Regions from separate parts of the Zea mays genome. Here region 1 is linked to region 2. Evidence: chromatin contacts called from public Hi-C data. All regions are on one chromosome and are shown on one strand. The core of a region is the stretch at or near the end of the contact, and the rest is flanking DNA. Distances in the headings are between cores, read along the strand shown.

What was found. A called contact is a pair of places that touch in the nucleus more often than the background predicts.
Region 1: a contact with region 2 is called in a Hi-C map of ear, with 2.5 times the contacts expected there. The contact joins the promoter of LOC100280230 here to the promoter of LOC100273774 in region 2. A contact is called at or near these places in 2 of 25 Hi-C or Micro-C datasets (ear and tassel).

Annotation. Positions count from the first base shown.
Region 1 is chr9:99,342,088-99,346,569 of Zm-B73-REFERENCE-NAM-5.0, reverse strand. It overlaps LOC100280230 (transducin family protein / WD-40 repeat family protein), which reads left to right and starts at 2,486. Exons shown (of 19, transcript NM_001352155.1): 1 at 2,486-2,745; 2 at 3,088-3,115; 3 at 3,199-3,299; 4 at 3,826-4,029; 5 at 4,131-4,374. The coding sequence starts at 2,617.
Region 2 is chr9:98,800,580-98,804,815 of Zm-B73-REFERENCE-NAM-5.0, reverse strand. LOC100273774 (Isoleucine--tRNA ligase cytoplasmic) reads left to right here and starts at 2,215. Exons shown (of 27, transcript XM_008661558.4): 1 at 2,215-2,981; 2 at 3,741-3,806; 3 at 3,887-4,030; 4 at 4,217-4,236. The coding sequence starts at 2,448.

The sequences.
Region 1 (4,482 bases), core at 1,237-3,736, 540 kb before region 2:
GCTACAATGCAATAGGGGCCAAACAAACTACCTAATGCTTTCAAGGGGTAAGAAAGTTTATAAATCTTCATCCACCTGAACATCCCTGATGCTTCGGCACCATATTCACTCTAGGAGAAAAACTTTTAGCAATAAAGTACATGTTTATTTTAATGTCCTAAAATAACATTCTTGCTCTTTGTGTAATATTTCTGAAACTGTGCGCCTTTCCTTCCTTCGTCTTTCTCGAAGCTTAGAAATGTTTTAAATGAAATGTTGTTTTTTTATCTTTCGTTTGCACATATAAGCACTTTATCTTTTTTGACACAGGACAAGTTTTTGTAAATTAGGGTCAATAATACCAGGCTTCAATGTTCGACAGATGGAGAGAATATATCAAAATGTAGACTGGAGGTCCATGCTATTTCCTGATGAAATGATCAAATATCGCGCACATAAACCCTACTAAATTTCTTTTATGTTATGTTTGTTTTTACATATGATTTTTTCGCTCCTTTTCTTTATTGTGCAGGTTGGAGGTCGAGGCCACTTATTGATGAAATGATTAGCTATTGCACATATAAACCCTAATTTTGAAAAAAAAAATCTCGTTGTGTTTTGTATTTGATAATTTTTATTTTTTGTTTGACCCTTTTATTTATTGCTTACTTGCCATCATGTATGCTATACATGATGTACACTGTCAGTTGTACATATATGACTTAATGAGACAGAGACTACGGAGGGAGTCATCATTTGAAAATGATTTTATAGAGGTACAAAAAAATATTTTTTGTTCTAATTACATCTTATGTAATAGGTGATAAGAGAATATGTCCCAAGTATACGTGGTGATATTCTTGCCAGGAGAGACCAGGAGCATCATCTGAAGGCACTAAAAGATCATGGAATTGGTGAAATTTATTAATCCACCATTTAACATTGCTTATGAATTTTAATTGTCACACAACAAGGTTCAATCTTTCGCTAACTTTGTAGGTCAACAAACTGTATATGAACTAAAAACTCTTTTCTTGGGGCACAAGGACATTTGATGTGGTTGTGGTGAATTTGTATCCCTTTTATGACAAAGTCACCTCTGGTAACATGTCTTTTGAGGATGGCATTGAAAATATTGATATTGGTGGGCCCACGATGATCAGAGCTGCAGCCAAGGTAACTAAGTATTTCTGCTCTTGGCACCATTTACCATGCAATTCTCACTATGTTTATTTTTTTGCATCTGGGACATATACTGCAATGGTAATAGTGATATACATGGTTGGTGTACTTTAACTCTGGATGATTCCGTTAAACTTATTGCTCTGTGTTCTGACATAACCATAAGGATGTTCTTATTGTGGTGGATCATAATGATTATCCTGCTTTACTGGAGTACCTTAAAGAATGAAATCCTAAATCTAGGACCACATTTTTAATTTGTTTCCTAGACATTGAGTTTTCGAGTGCATGACAGTGTAAATGCTAGTCTCATGTTAACCCACTAAAGAAGTGTGTTATTTCTTTGTTGCTTGTGGTTCTTGAATTGTATCAATCGTTATTTGGACAATCATATGTATCAAAATGCATGTCCTGATGTATGTGGAGTTTTGGTTGTTGCAGTTCCATATGCGTTGTAATGAAATTTGTCTACAATTCTACGAGAATGAGCTTCTAACAGATATATTCTATCTCCATGTACATGGATTTGTATGATGCTACCATTGGTCCCTTCACTAGGTTCTATAGTAAAAATTGAAAAATCAAAATATCCTAAACCCAAAAAAGTTACCTACAGATGTTGGGCATTTGAAAATAATTGAGAAATCAAAATATCCATATGTTGAGAGCAAATCTTGATGTAATCACTACTGATCAAAGTGCACCTGAGTATTTTATGCCTTTAAAGGAGTAGTTGAGGAACTAAAGAAGGAACGATTAGGACATGTTTGTTAGGATGAACTGAAGTTAAGTTCATTCCACTCTGAAATCTTAATAAATGTGCTAAGTCTAGCACCAGTGCTTAAGCTCTTGGTGCACTCTACTTTAATGCTACTTAATATGTATTGTAATCTCAGTTCAGTCTCTAGTTGATATAAATGCTACAATTCCATTGGTAACCACTGCTAAGAAAACATAGTTTGCTAAATTTGATATGATACTGATGTTCTCATGTCCTCAATAACGAGTACTCTATATATACATGTTCATCACACAACATCAAATTATACATGTTTATAATAAGAGTTTACACCACGGATTGGCACGCGAGCAAGGGCGCGCGCCATAAACTAGTAGATGTAGATGTAACTAGATAAAAAGTGTCTAGGAAAAAAAACACCGAAAAGTGGAAGTAAAAACATGTTTGGGCTCGGCCCGACCCGGTTCGACAGCTGCCTCCCGAAACCAGCCCACCTCACCACACGTCCACACGCCCAACCCCAACCAAACTGACCTACCCGGAAAACGAGCCCCCCGACTCCCGCCTGCCGCCGCCGCTCTGCCAGCCAAACCCAAACTAAAACCCTCGCCGACGGCGCGCCTGTTGTTAAACCCTAGAAAAACCAGCGGCGACAGGAGTGGCCGCAACCCCGCCGCCGGAGGGGGCTCCACGACCAGATAGAAGAGGGAGAGAGGATGGGGATCTTCGAGCCGTTCCGTGCGATCGGCTACATCACGGCGAGCGGCGTGCCCTTCTCCGTGCAGCGCCTCAGCACCGAGACCTTCGTCACCGTCAGCGTCGGCAAGGCTTTCCAAGTCTATAACGTAAGTCGCCATCCTACAGTACGCCCCCGTCTGTTCCGCCGTTTGAAAAAAAAATCGACAAGGATTCGTGCGTCGAGGTGGCGCGGTCTGCTCTGGAGGAATTCAGTATCGTGAATAGCGTGAGCAAGTGAATATATAAAATCACTAGAATCTGTTTGGGGCTAGTCTGGAGTTCATTGTTTATTTACTGGTTGGTCCTAGTAGGGGGTAAATGTAGTCAATCGAGCTCGTGATTGTCATCGAGCCTTACTCTCCTCTGTTCCTGTTACATTCCTCCTCTGCAACCGAATTTTATTCTAGAAGCTTGCAATACTCATCTTGCTATGCCCGTTTGTTCTGCAGTGTGCTAAGCTGAATTTGGTTCTTGCTGGTAAGCCTGTTATTTCAGTTCATGTGTACTTTTTAATGTTCCTGTTTTTTTTTGTCGTTTATGAGTTTCTTATGTTATCAAAGGACCCCAATTGCCCAAGAAGATCCGTGCTATTGCATCCTACAAGGATTATACATTTGCTGCTTATGGAAGTGATATTGCAGTTTTCAAAAGGACTGACCAGGTACGGAAATTGCTGTGCTTCCATTACCTAAACTTTTGCTATCTGTCCACATAAGTTATACTGCTCCCTTGGCTGTCCAAACTCGTTCTTCTTTACTAGAAGGCTAGAAGCCTTGTTCTTTTTTTAATGATTATAAAGTAGTTAAGATGTGCTATTATTATGTGAAATTAGAACTTTGGCAATTGGGACAATGCTGGTCATCTATGAGCTTACAAATGGTACCTCACCATAAATGCTCATCAACTGCTACGTGGACAAACCTTAAGGGGGTGTTTGGTTTAAGGAATCACTACATCCAAATTGAGGTGGTGCATCATGAGTTCATTCCTCAAATTTGGTGGGATGACCCCATTCCTCATATATTAGTACTAACTAACTAACTATGAGGAATGAGATGGTGATGGATCAACTCATTCCATTCCACAAACCAAACAAAAATAGTGAGGAGTGAGAAGATGATGGACTAGCTCATTCCTCAAACCAAACACCCTATAAATTCATGCCTCCCACATTCTCTTTCAATCAGGTGGCTACTTGGAGTAGACATGAAGAAAAGGTCAACATGCTATACCTATTTGGAGAATATGTTCTAAGCGCAGATGCTAAAGGTAATGTATTCATGTGGGCCTTCAGAGGAGCAGAACCAAACACTGAACCAGTTGGAAGCATATCATTGGGAGACAAGTTCACCCCAACATGTATCATGCATCCTGATACTTATCTGAATAAGGTGCTTGAAGCTGTCTGAAGTTTTGCTTTGGAAATAGTATTCGTTTCGAACCTTGTCTGCATTATGTTTCTTTTCTTTTAACAAATCTGTTTCTGTATCAGGTAATTGTTGGTAGCGAAGAAGGCTCCTTGCAGCTGTGGAATATCAGCACAAAAAAGAAACTGTATGATTTCAATGGTTGGAACTCACCTGTTCGGTGTTGTGTCTCTTCTCCTGCCCTGGATGTAGTTGCTGTCGGATGTTCTGATGGGTCAGTTCATGTTCATAATGTAAGATATGATGAAGAATTGATGTCTTTCAACCACCAGATTCGTGGTGCTGTGACTGCACTGTCATTTCGAACAGGTGATGCAATAGTATATTGTAAAATGAAAAAGAAACTTTAGATAATGGAATTTTATTAGTGTTTAGTCAACTATATTGTTACAAGAGCAACAGAAATCCTTATTTTCG
Region 2 (4,236 bases), core at 966-3,465:
GCGAACACGAAGGGGGTGAATATTACCTGAAATCGGGCGCGCAGACAGGTTGCTCACGTGTTGGGGCGGCTCGGCGGTGCTCTCACTACTCCGGCGAGGGATTCAGTCGACGACCAAGGCTTTCTCGGCCCCAATCCGCCACAGACACGATCCACGAGCCCAAGCGAATCACCCCGACCTCCTGCCAGCACCGGAACACCGGCGAAGGGACGAGTCGGCGGCGGCGGATTCACTCCTCTGTGCACACTCTCGCTCACGGCGCTAGTGGTCGATGGCTATCACGGAGGTGGAAGAGGAGTCGTCTAGGGTTTGCGGCGCATCTTATAGAGGCGAGGTGGAGAAGGATTTGACCCCGAGTCCGTTCCCAGCTTCCACGGCGAACCCGCCATACGCGTAACGGAGCTTGCCCGAGTCAAGCGGCGAAAGAGGGGGAAGACCCCGACAGCGTGGGCCCCGCGTGGGAGTGGAAGGTGGAGTAAGCTGAGCAGCGGGCCCGCGATGTCAGCGATCGAGCACCAGGCGAGCGCGCGGTTAGAGAGGCTGCAAGTGGGACCCGCAAGTCAGCGTGCGCGCGAGCGTGGGGAAAGACACGGCATGGTCCGCGCGGGTGAAAAAGCGTATTGGGCCGAATACGAGTTCAGGGCCCAGTTAGGCTAGGTTTTCTTTATTCTTTTCTTTTCCATTTCTTTTTTTTTCTCCATTTTCAAATCCAATTTGAATTCAAGTTTAAATTCAAATATTGTGAATAACTTGTCCTCAGTTTGAATTGTATAGTTTAATAATATAAGTGTGAAGGGTATTTATTCTGATTTTTATTTTATTTTATGTAGTATTTTTCTCAGTTCTTCCCTTCTCTTAATTCAAACCCTAATTCTCAATTTAGGATTCAAGCTTTCTAGTAATTATTATCTTATTATCATTAACATTATTATTTCATTTAATGCACAAACATATAACTCCAGCATGATGCAATTTTTCTTTTATTTTGGTATTATTGGTTTTAATTAATCACTCTCAATTATATGTGTGCTCTTTTTATGATGCAAATATGGAACATAAAATGAGGAAATCCTCTATGTATTTCTTGTACACAATTTTGAGTATTACAGCACTATAGATGACACTGCTTACAGAATATATTTTGAAATAGGAGATACAATAGAAAATGAGATAGGAGAGATGCTGGAGATAGCCCAATGGTTCTTAGAGATGGCAACGTGTACATACCCGCTAGGTACTGCTTACCCATACCGATATCCGCGAGGTAAAAATATACCCGTTAAAAACCCATACCCGTACCCGCATGAGTAAAAAATCCATCGCGTAACCCCCATCTGATTAGATACCCGCTAAACACATATTAAATAGCATAAATCTAATAAATACATCACATACTTAAAATCATAAAACATTAAATGTGAGTAAATAAAAAAATAAAAAATGAATAATGTAGAAACATGTAAGTTGATCTTATTTTAGCTAATATATATTTATATGTGCTTATTTAAATAGAGTATGTGTACGACAGATGCGAGTATAAATTACCCATGAGTAGGCGGGTATGGGTAGTACGTACCATACCCATATCCGTCTACTCGATGGGTATAGAATTGTGTCCATTAACATACCCACAGGTAAAGAAATCGTCCCAAATCTACCATTATATTGAGTAAAACCCGTGGGGTATACGAGTTTCGGGTACCATAGCCATCATTAATGGTTCTTTGGGTGCTACTACAATACTATGACCCCTTTTGCTAGGGTTCCGATTACTATGAAAACAACTCGGGCTTTGTCTCCTTGGCTTTTTTAAGATGTCACAACCATTTTGTAATTCGTTTAGCAAAATAATTTCTAATGTGTTTCTCTCAAATAGTGTATGAGAAAAATATAGAATGAGCTGATATAAGCTAGGTTTTTAATGACCTGACTTCCAATAAAAAACGACTTCAGTTCTTGAAAGGCTCTCAAGAAAAACCTTTTTTTTACCGTTTGATAGTGTTCATGCTGGAGGTGGAGCTGCCTAAAAAACCATGTCAAAGTAGCTCAACATGCGGGGGAAGGGAACGACGACCGCATAAGGGCTTGTTCGGTTAGCTCTCAATCCATGTGGATTGAGTAGGATTGGATGGGTTTGAATCCCAAACAAGTCAAATCTCTTCTCAATTTTTTCCAATCCCATCCAATCCATGTGTATTGGGAATAACCGAACAAGCCCTAAAAAAAAAGATGAAGATGAAAAAACCGCGTTCGGATTCGGACCCTCCGTAGCACGTGAGCATAGCTTCAGCTGGCCACTAAACCCTCGTCTTCCCCTTCCAAGCGAATCCCATTCCCTACCTTTCGCCGCCGCCTACGCACCATCGCTCGAAACCCTAGCCCCATTCCCCGTCTCGCTCGGAATCCCAGCTACCTCCAGCGCCGCCGCGACTGCAGGATAGGAGGCCATGGACGACGTGTGCGAGGGGAAGGACTTCTCCTTCCCGGAGCAGGAGGAGGGGGTGATCGAGCTGTGGGCGAAGCTCGACGCCTTCCACGAGCAGCTCCGGCGCACGGAGGGCGGCGAGGAGTTCGTATTCTACGACGGTCCCCCCTTCGCCACGGGCCTGCCCCATTACGGCCACATACTCGCCGGTACCATCAAGGACGTGGTCACCCGGCACCAGTCGATGCGAGGCCGCCACGTCTCGCGACGGTTCGGATGGGACTGTCACGGACTCCCCGTCGAGTTCGAGATCGATAAGGCGCTCGGCATCACCAACCGGCAGCAGGTGTTCGACCTCGGCATCGGCAAGTACAACGAGACGTGCCGCAGCATCGTCACCAAGTACGTCTCCGAGTGGGAGGCCATGGTTACACGCACGGGGAGGTGGATTGACTTCAAGAACGACTACAAAACCATGGACCTCAACTTCATGGAGAGCGTCTGGTGGGTGTTTGCCCAGCTATGGGAGAAGGACCTCGTCTATAGGGGTTTCAAGGTCGCATTTCTAACCTCCCTCATAGCTAATTTTTGAGTATGTTGGTTCTCAAAATTCTGAGTTATACAAAGTTTAACAAACGTAGGATTCGATGGATTTAGTTGGACAAGCTTAGCGTTCAGTGAATTGGGAACTTAACAGTGTCTTTGACTGCATAGCGACTGCATTGCAAATTCTGCTGCCTCTCAATGCGAGAAGTACATCTCCTTACACATTTTACTGTTATTATGCTTATATGCTGCTTTATGATTAGATCTATAATTTTGCATATGAGCTTTTAGCTTGCTTTAAATATTGCTTCTGTAAGGTAAGAGAATGCCATTTTTATTTTGTTGATCTCGGCTTTGTGACAGCACACATGTTTCTTTAGGCGTGTGGTGTGGTTGTAATCTTGGGAGTTATGTGTGGCTTGTAGGATAATCTGTGCACTGTAATTGCTGCTAATGTACAGCAAGTACTATTTTTGTACAAATTGTTTTGAACCCTTCTCGACTGAAGAGAAAAACAAGAAACAAATAGAGTATCTGAGGCCATCTCCAGCAGACCGTGTAAACGGCCGTACAAAGTACTGTTTTACATTGTAGATTATACTGTTTGTAGAGTGGAGTTTAAAATAGGGAGTAATATAGGAAGTGGGATAGGGAGTCTGCTGGAGATAGTCTGACAATAGAAATGAGGAAATGGATCTAAGTTATATTTTTGTTCATTGTATTGCAGGGAATTTCTTAAAACCTCATGAACTCTTTGTTCTTGGTATAGGTCATGCCTTACAGCACAGGATGCAAAACTGCACTGTCAAACTTTGAGGCAGCACTGGACTATAGGGTTGGTTATTGGCTTCCTAGCTGACCTAGCTAATTTTATTGTTGCTGTTTATAGTAACTGACTTTTAAGTTGTATCCTAGACTGTTCCTGACCCAGCGGTGATGGTATCCTTCCCTATTGTTGGCGATGCGGACAATGCAGCTCTTGTTGCATGGACTACAACACCCTGGACACTTCCAAGTAACCTAGCGCTGTGTGTCAATGCCAATCTTACATATGCAAAGGTTGGTACTTTGCTGTTTTGAACCCTATTTTTCTTTTCTTTTTGTAATTTTGGTACACTGTCTTCCTATTCCGCTGCATGTCTACAAGCCACCCCAGTTTATTGGATATTTGCCATTCACACACTTCTCAACTTGTAAACTGCTGTTTATTACATTCCATTGAGGACACTTACTGTGTACAAACAGGTTAAAGACAAATCAAATGG